Linked DNA regions of Arachis hypogaea: region 2 is linked to region 1. Evidence: chromatin contacts called from public Hi-C data. All regions are on one chromosome and are shown on one strand. The core of a region is the stretch at or near the end of the contact, and the rest is flanking DNA. Distances in the headings are between cores, read along the strand shown.

Region 1 (4,845 bases), core at 715-3,214:
CATTCTCATTTGATTTTGTTATTGAACCATCAATAAACTTTAATTTGTTCTTTAATTTCAAGGCTAATAACATGACTCTACTCCATGAGCTGTAATTACATGCATTCAACGTAACTAGAATTAAAGGATTACCAGGACTTTCACCAGAATGCAAAAAATAAGGACTAGCTGGATCTTGCAAGTTACATCGGATTGGTCGTGTTCTTGGCCACATGAACTTGAATTGTTGAAATCTGACTTAGGAAGTATGCAATTGATTAAGGATCCATTGAATTGAAATTTGTAAAGTGCTGATTTTGATTTGCCTCCATCATTGATCAAGATTTGGAGAAACGAAAATGTTGAATTGAAAGAAAATTTCAAAAATAGCCCCAAGGAAAAGAACGAAAGTTGAGAAAGAAAGAAAATTAACTAGGTCGATGAATCTGTGAAGATGTTAGATTCAGATCTTCCACTCTTGGTCTCACTAATCAGAGCAATAACCTCTCTCTACACTCACCGCACCATGTAAAATTTTATGTAAGAGATGATCAAACTCTCATTAGACTGCTGTGTAAGTCCAAGAGTGAAGGAGAAATCAAGTTATAAAAGAGGAAGGGAAGTTGAAAACGGAAGAGCTGTGTTTACAAGAGATGAACAGTTGAGAAAGAAGAGAGAAGAAATGAGAATAGGCATTAGGCAATTCTCTAATCGATGCAAAAAGTTGTTTAGAGAAGAGTTTTCAAAAGATATATATATATATATATATATATATATATATATATATATATATATATATATATATATATATATATATATTTACAAATGTAGTAAGTTAACTACAACTAACTATAATTCCTAACTAAGTTGCCAACTGACACTAATAAATACTTCATAACTTCAGTATTTGTGTTCCATGTTAAGTTACAGAGAGACTAGATTTGTATAATTTTGAAAGTTCATGCATTGTTCCTAAATCACACACACTAAGATAGATCATATATATAGAGTGTAAGTTCAGTATCTAAAGAGAAAATTTGATAAAACACCATATTCTAATTAAAGTGATTTAAATATTTTGATTGTATTATTCAAGAAAATAGAGAGACAGAGAATGACGTAATCATAGAATCTAAGTGGGTTCGTTAAAATGATGGAGTACTATAAGTATAAGATAAAAAATACTTTGAAAATATAAAGATATATTTTATCGCACTCTATTAAATTATTTATGTTCTTTGGAATAGAGTGTTGGATGATAAAGATGAATATGAACACAAATTTAGTATGACTGATATAAAAATGTTTAAATAGATGAGTGATTGTACACAAATAGAAAGAATAAGAAATGAGAATCATAGAAAAAAATATTAATAAAAAAAGAGATAAAACGAGGGGTAGCCACTGATTAAAAATAAAAAAAAGTTAAAAGACTTCCACGAAATAATTAAATGTTAATAATCTTATTAATAATCCTATTATATTTGTAATTAAATGCTAAAAAGATTTACATAATTTTTTATTTAAATGAGTAATTAAATTTTAACCATCTTATTATATTAGCATGGAAAGTTGGAAACTAAGATTATGAATTTATGATAAGAAAAAAAAAATCTTCATTAACAAAATATATCATAAATTAGATGCGTGATTGGATTTTTTTAAAATAGATTTGAGCTAAATATGTGGTCTGATTTTTTTTTTTTGGTAAATTAATATGTGGTCTGATTTAATACGCACTAAAATTTTACCTAGTTGGTTTGGGCCAACCAAATTTGGGCCTGAGTAGCTTGAATCCAATATTGGAAAAATGACAGAAAAGAACGAAACCAAGAAAAAGATTAAACGCCTACAAAGAACAATCCAGTAGTGTTTGTTCCATGTTAGTTTTGAACTTTTTCCCTTCCATATGTATAGATTGGGCCTTGCCCTTTTCTTATCAATGACTCCAACTATGATGCCCCCTCAAGAGAGTCAAGACCAACAATTCTATGGTAACATTTTTTATTTGTCCATGACTGGGCTATTCAACATTAAACATGGTGCAGCTGAGGCTTTGGTTAAATATATTACTTCTTAATATGTTGCATTCGAGTTCAAATTTTGATGGTGGCCAAATAGTAGATAGAAGTATAGACCCTTAAGTGAGGCTATGGGGCTAATGAAGTAATGGCAAATTTGTAAACTTTATAAGAAAAAGACCATCGATTAAAAACTCTTAAGTAGAGTTATTAGAGTGGGTGTGAGTGTGAGTTGTATGATTAAAAAAAAATACGGTAATTAATTTACTCACACATTAGTAGGTTAGATAGTTGAGCTTAGAGTTTTAAAACTTTTCCATACTTCACGAGAATTTAACTCTCGATAATAAAATATATCATATGTATAATAATTTAGTAAATTAATTTAACTCCAACAGCTAGCTTTCAAGGTGAAAATAACTGAGTTATTTAAACTTTATTTCTAAGTGATATTTATTTATGGGTGAATGCTATGGTGTCTTTGACATTGTGCCTAACTTACCAAAAAAGATAAATACATAATATTTAATAAATTTTAAATATTTTACTTTTTACTTTAAACATTTTATTTTTTATCTTTAAAAGCAAGTTAGGCAATTTAGGCACCATAATAAAAAGCACCATAGAACTCACCTTGTTTATGTTAGTTGTGATAGTTATAGATATTTTTCATTTAGTTAGTTTTGTGTAACTTAGTATAAATAGTTAAAGTTGATGCTGTAAGTGTTTTGTGACTCATATTCAGTGCATGCAATTTACTAAGCTCATACTCTTCTCTGATTTCTTCCATCTTTGTGCTCTTTCACCATTCTTCTATGCAACCTTCAACAATTTAATTTGAAAATCTAAAATACCTTTTCAAACTCAAGATTGGACTCTATTAACAATCAAATAGAGCTATAATACAATTAGCTCAAATACATATTAGGAGACATATATAATTTAGTTAGCTTAGCTGGCAAGTGTTAATTAGTTCGTTGGTTAATATTGTTACATGTCTCTAACCAACTAACTAATTGACCTTCATGGTTAAACTAAATCAATTTGCTTATGTTAAGCATAATTCTGCAAGACGAATACTAATGTATTTTGAACAAAAGTAAAAGGTGCAATTCTTTTTTTTTTTAACAAATAAATTAGTAGGTTTTGAGTTTTTATTTGTTTATAATCTTATCAAAAGAGAAGAGTAGTTAACATAATTAAAATTTGTTTAATTAACAAAAAATACAATACTCATTTTTTAGTTAAAAATATTTAAGGATGAACAATTTTGCAGAATTTATTTTATTTTATTTCATTTTCTCCATCGATAGATTTTGGGTAAGAATAAATGACCATTTGTACCCATAAAAAATGAAAACGCTGACATATGTACCCATATTAGATCAAAACTGACTTTGTACCTATGCAAGATGCCCTCCGTGTGACAAAAGTACCTTGTCTTGGGTTGGCACTTGCTTCGTAGTTATTGACCCTACATGACACTCCAAAGCCCTATCTACGTGTAAGTGAACAATTTTTTGGACTAAGAGTTTGGAAATTGAAGAACATTTTGCGGGAGAATCTGTTGTGCCCTAGCAGAAGTTCATCATCGCCATCACTCCATTCCTAATTTGGAGAAGACGACCGGAGCACTCCCAAGCGATTACCACGAATACGTAACAGAGAATCGTGCATAGATTAGCGAGCAAAGCCTGAAGCCAAGGGTTTCGTCGTCGACAACGAAGACGTCACTCCCTTTGATCCGCTCATTGCCACTCTTGATTAATTTCATATGTCATTGCTACTAGTTAGACAGATTCTGTTACCTTATCAAACCATGTAATTAATTTTATATGTTTGAGAATTGTTAGAATAGTTGGTTGAAGATTTGTGTTAGCTGTAGTTACATACAATATTTTCTTAGATTGTATTGTTTAATTTCACTTCCAAGAATGACCACCATTCATATAACACTGGGTATTAATCATAGAGGACGGTTTGAGAGAGGGCCTTGTGGGAAGGTTATTTACATTGGTGGAAAAGTAACAGAGATCGAGAGGGTTAACGTTGATACCCTCAATGCTTTTTTCATATCTGATTTGCTGAAAGACATTGGATATACGTCTATTGCTAATTTTTACTGGCAAAAACCTAGAAGGAGCTTGATGATGGGTTGAGGGACCTAAGAGTTGATATGGACATAGTTAAAATGTATGAGGCAGCTGTGAAGAATGGTAACAAAATTAATGTCTATACAGAGCATCCGGTGGATCATCCTGTGTTAGTTGAGGAGAAGAATATGACTCCATCAAAGATGAGAATAAAGAACTGTGCTAAAAGAGTTCAAATTCTAAAGAAGAGTCCAAGAAGAATATTGATAGTAGTGAAAAATGATGACGATGTTGAAATAGTAGGTCATGTCCAAGTTGTGAAAGAGACCTAAAAAAGGGGTGAGGCCCATGAAGAAAATAACCAAGTTGAAATTGAGGTCCAAAAAGAGGACAGTCTCAGTATGCCCCAACAGACAGCAGATCCAGCACCTTCATCATCCCATGAAGCAAGACAGAGTTCTCAGCCTCCCCCAACATCTGTCCTACCGGATGAGCCACCATCAACTCAGTCCCAACATTTCCATCCACCTATTAAAGATGATCAGCAACCAATACATACTAATGGTTCAGACCCAGCCTTGCCTTCTGAAGCCAATGTCTCTGAATTTCTTGCACCTGAACAACTAACCCAATACATTCCACAGTTGTATAGAAATCTACTATCACGATCAATCTCTAAGTCAGTCCAACCCTCTGATTCCAATAGGACTCCCCAAAATAATCAAACCAATCTTTCAAATGAGGTTGAGGGA
Region 2 (4,845 bases), core at 1,328-3,827, 40 kb before region 1:
GAGGGTTTTAATTGAATTGTTGTTGCAATCTAGAACTCGAGCAGAAGACTCACAAGCCCACACTTCATCAGGTATGACCTACTTAAATTGAAATTGCTATGAAAAATGAGAATGCAAGAACAATAATTGACAAGCAATTTTAATTTTAAATACCATATGCAGGAAAGAAAGAAAGGATGAAAAATCTATTTAGGTTGCCTTTTGCCATTGTTGTCTTTTTGCTACTCCCTTTCCTTTCACAATTAAGGCAGACAGAAATTTCAAATGACTAACCACCAAATAACCTTCAAATAAAAACATGTCATTAAGTAAAATTAAACATGTGCCTCTTTCTTATACATCGATTGTTAAGCTCCAACTCCAAGATTTCCAATATAATTTGATTAATATATCGTAAAATCATGAACTGTTTATTACCTCCAAGTTGCATTCAGACAATGCTACAACCCCAGTCACCTTCCAACGTTCCACCCTGTTCTTCACAGGAACTTTATTCGCATCATTACTCGACCCAGAATGGCTATCTCTCCTCAATTTGGGAACAACCTGAGCTTTCTTCAAGACAGGACCCTCCTACACAAGAAATTTTAAATCTTCATGCTGCATTTTAGTATTTTACTGAGTGTAATAGGAAGTAGAAACAACAACAACAACAACAACAATAAAGCCATATCCCATTACATGGAGTTGGACACATGGATCAAACGATATCATTGAGCTCTATCATGTTTCAGTGAAACTGTTTTACACGTAGATCTCCTTTGACCACCTCATGTATGGTCTTCTTGGATCTTCCTCTATCTTTCAACCCCCTGATTACTTTCCATCTCATCCACCCTCCTAACTAAATGCTCTACTGATCTTCTTGTCACATGTCTAAACTACCTAAGACGATATTCTATCTTTCCAATAATAGGTGTTACTCCAATTTTTTCTCTTATATCTTCGTTCCTATTTTGTCCATTAGTGTGTAGCCACTCATCCATATCAGAATATATATATATATATATATATATATATATATATATATATATATATATATATTCTCACCCCATAACTTCTTGATGAAATCACACAGTATTGGTGATGATCAATCATGCTAGAATTTAGTTGATTTGTTTGACCACAATTTCCTTTCAAGATATACATTTTTCATCAACTTCCTAGTATGGCTTGCACGGTAGGAATTCTAGTTTAAGCCAAGCTTTCCCTTCGTTTTATTGCCTACCAAAAGCAAATAAACAAATCTATTGAATACTATCTCCATAGCACAAAAATAAAACCCCTTTGAATGCTTCGTCGAATCAAGTAGTTGAGTAAACATTTTAAGATGAAAACCACACCAGAGGTAATCAATCCTGTTTGAGCATTAAAATCGCTATACGGAGCACACCTCTCCGAACAACGATTTCTCCATACCCATGCCTCAAACCCAAGACACGTTAGAAAGGGCAGCCTTTACACAAGCATCCGGCATTAACACTGGATCCAAAGAAGGATCGCACCTAAAGAGTGTAATGCAGACAGCCTATCTTGATAATTGCATCAGTAGCCAATTCCACAGCTTGAACCCGTGACTTCGAGGTCACACAGAGACAACTCACGTATTGCTCTAAGACTCCTCTTCCAAGACCACACGTTAAGGGGTCAAAAATTCTGCCACTCAAATGGGCCATGTGTTGCTTGGGAGCTTTACCCTATAATGGAGCAACCATGTTGAAAGAAACCAAATATCGGGATTGAACAAACTCTATAAGAGTATTAGGACCGTCTCATATTCTCAATTCTCATGTTGATTCTAAGAGAGAAAGACACAAAATTTATCATATTGCCCTAAAGCCAAAACAATCAATCCCCACTTTCTTTCTTTTACTAAAGTAAGTACCATTAGCAACAAAAAGCAAAGAAAGAAAGAAACGAATAACTGCATATAGAAGACAAGAGAAGAGAATACCCCTTGATGTAAGCCCTGTGAAGCAAGAAGCATGAGCTTAGAGCCATTGGTCAAACCGGATGCTCCCAAAGTGTTGTGGTCTTCCAGAACCTTCCCTGTTTGTTATGATAAATTCAAAAACGAAAAAAAAGGAAAGGATAGTGAAAGCGGTTAGTTAGTTAGTTGGTTAGTTGCTTGCCTTTGAAGATGAGCTTCTGGCCACGTGGCAGGACGTTGGTGGAAGAGAGAAGGAGTGATTTGAGGTCTTTGATGGTTGATTCCGATGCGATTGAGATTGGTATCGTCTTCCCTCCGAACTTCACGTTTATGGCTATGCTTCTCGTTGAAGAAGGAGCTTCCTCCATTCTTATTCGATCCAATTCCAGAAATGGATTCGATTTTGCACTCCTTCACTGCATTCTTCTATGCTTCGCCTCTTCCTAAATTTTCAGTTAAAATTATTTAGGGGTATTTTAGGAAATCAAAATATAATTACTATCTGATAACTAAATACAGAAATGCTAATTTTCAAGAATCGTGTACTAATCAAGTAGAAAAATTTAGGTAATTTTAGCATTTTTATATAAAATAAAAATTAAAAAATTATTATTTTTATTTTTGTAATTTTTTGAAAATATCCCAGCAATTTTAATGGAATTGTTTGTTTGATGTAACATACTAGCACAAGAAATCTTCCCATGGTTCAAAAATTGACCGAAGTAACAAAAAAATTAGCTACTATACTATTTTAATTTTTTTTTTGGTGACAAAATGAAATACTATTTTAATTTAAGATAAAAATGAATTGTCATTAAATCAATAAAAAAATTAGAAAATTAGTAAATAAAATTTTTGTGGATAATTTATTTAAAATAATAAAAAATAATTTAAAAAATATATTTTATATATGTTAATATATTATTTTATTATATTGATTAAATTTTATTTAAAATTTTAAATTTTTCAACATCTAATTTTACTAGTTCAATAATCAATTCAAATTTTATAACTTTAGATTTTTCAGCTCACTCTTTTATTTAAAATTTTAAACAATAAAAAGAGGAGGATGATGATAATAATAAAAAAGGATGAAGAGAAAAAAAAAAGAAAAAATTAAACAACAAAAATAACAACGTGAAGAAAAAAATAAGATAGTGGTGACGGTAATAACGACGACAACGATAGCAGTAGTGATGATGACAATTGCATTAAAAAATAAATACAAAAAAATAAATACAAAAAAAGGAAAGACGATAATGACAACTAAGGAAAAGAAGACCTATGTTCAAAACAATAGACCACTAAAGAAAACACTTTATTCATATTCAAATAAATATATGAATTTGGTTTATTAGGGGTGTCTCCGGATCGGATATCGCCGAAAGTTCGATCCGATCCGCACAATTTTCATCGGATCGGATTGGATATGATATCCGCATTTTTTAGTGTCGGATCCGATCCGCAAATGTGCGGATCGGATCGGATTGAATATCGGATATATCCGCATAATTAAATCTTCTTTTTTTAATCATATTTCTATATAAAAAAATTCAATAAAAATATTTCTTTCATATTTTTAAATTTATTTATTCCTAAAATATTTTTAATCAAACTCTTTCTAAATAACAAAAATAAAATAATACAATATATGAATAATAATTACTAACTAAAACATACAAATAAGTAAATATAATACCAAATATATATTTATTTATTTATTTTTAATTATTATTGTGCAGATCCGCGGATATAGAGCAGATATCCGCGACCCGATCCGCAAAGGGTACAGATCGGATCCGATCTGATCAATTTGCGGATTGGATTGTATCCGCAATTTTCGGATCGGATTCGAATATTTACCGCGGATCTACGGATACTATCCGATCCATGGACACCCCTATGGTTTATAGTTTTACTAATGCCGTTTATCCATCAATTTATTTGTTCAAATACAAAATAATTAAGATTTGTAATATTAAGAAAAATTTCAAAAATAACAAAAAAATAATACCTAGTACATTCAAATTAAAAAAAGCGTTGATTATCGATACAAAAATACAATATTTTTGCGGCCATTTAGTCGGAGAAATACGCTAAATAAATTCGAAAAATACAATGGTCCTCAGATAGCAGTGGTTCTAAACCGTCGAAAATTATCATCGAATTCAATAACCACCACTAAATCAACCAACGTTATTCGTTGGTATTGTAACAGTTGTGCTAGCGGTTTATTAAAATTGTCGCAATGTTAAATCTCCACCCCCTAAACAGCAATGCTTCTAAAACCGCTGATATGTTATTTTGCGACAGTTTAAAATTACTGTAAATCCATAAAAAAAATCGCCACAAATTACCTGTTCTTTTGTAGTGCTAGGCGTCTAGGCCTCATTGGGCTAAAACTTTTGATTGGGTTACTGTGGTTTTACAAACATAACCATATCCATATTTATGAACAAAAAAAAAAAGAAAAAAAAAAGAATTAGATCAAAATAGGATATAAGTTACTAGATATCTAAACATAAATTATATGTAATACTATCTTAAAACTTTTTCAATCTATGAATATAAGATGGTTTTATTTCTATACACGATATAAGATCCTGCTCCAAGACAGAAAAGCTGCTTATCTTTGTTTTAGGTATTGTTTGTTTGGATTGAAAAACCAGTGGAAAGAAAATAAAAGGAAAGAAGTAAGAGGGAAAACATTTATTTTCCCTTGTTTGTTTAGAATGAAATTTTTAATGGAAAACTAAAATAGTGTAAAATTCAGAGTGGGTCCCACCTAAAATTTTTCTTTCCAACCCTGGACGGAAAACTGAAGGAAAAAGAAAACCCAACAGCATTATCTCATATTTGCCCTTTTATAAAAAAAAGAGAACAAAAAATAGAAAAGAGTTCTTCTCCAAGCATGG

What was found. Hi-C and Micro-C count contacts between places; a contact is called where the count stands out from the background.
Region 2: a Hi-C map of an unstated tissue shows a contact between it and region 1, with 3 times the contacts expected there. The contact joins the promoter of LOC112792688 here to the enhancer-like site in region 1. A contact is called at or near these places in 4 of 8 Hi-C or Micro-C datasets (leaf and an unstated tissue).

The regions. Positions count from the first base shown.
Region 1 is chr1:6,629,565-6,634,409 of arahy.Tifrunner.gnm2.J5K5, reverse strand. No RefSeq gene overlaps it. Among protein-coding and RNA genes, the nearest start is that of LOC112792655, 11 kb to the left of the region's middle. Within about 2 kb of position 1,964, at least 3 of the 3 cell types and tissues checked have open chromatin away from gene starts, as enhancers often do.
Region 2 is chr1:6,670,065-6,674,909 of arahy.Tifrunner.gnm2.J5K5, reverse strand. It overlaps LOC112792688 (LRR repeats and ubiquitin-like domain-containing protein At2g30105), which reads right to left and starts at 2,577. Exons shown (of 10, transcript XM_025836016.3): 1 at 2,133-2,577; 2 at 1,955-2,049; 3 at 418-573; 4 at 1-78. The coding sequence starts at 2,298.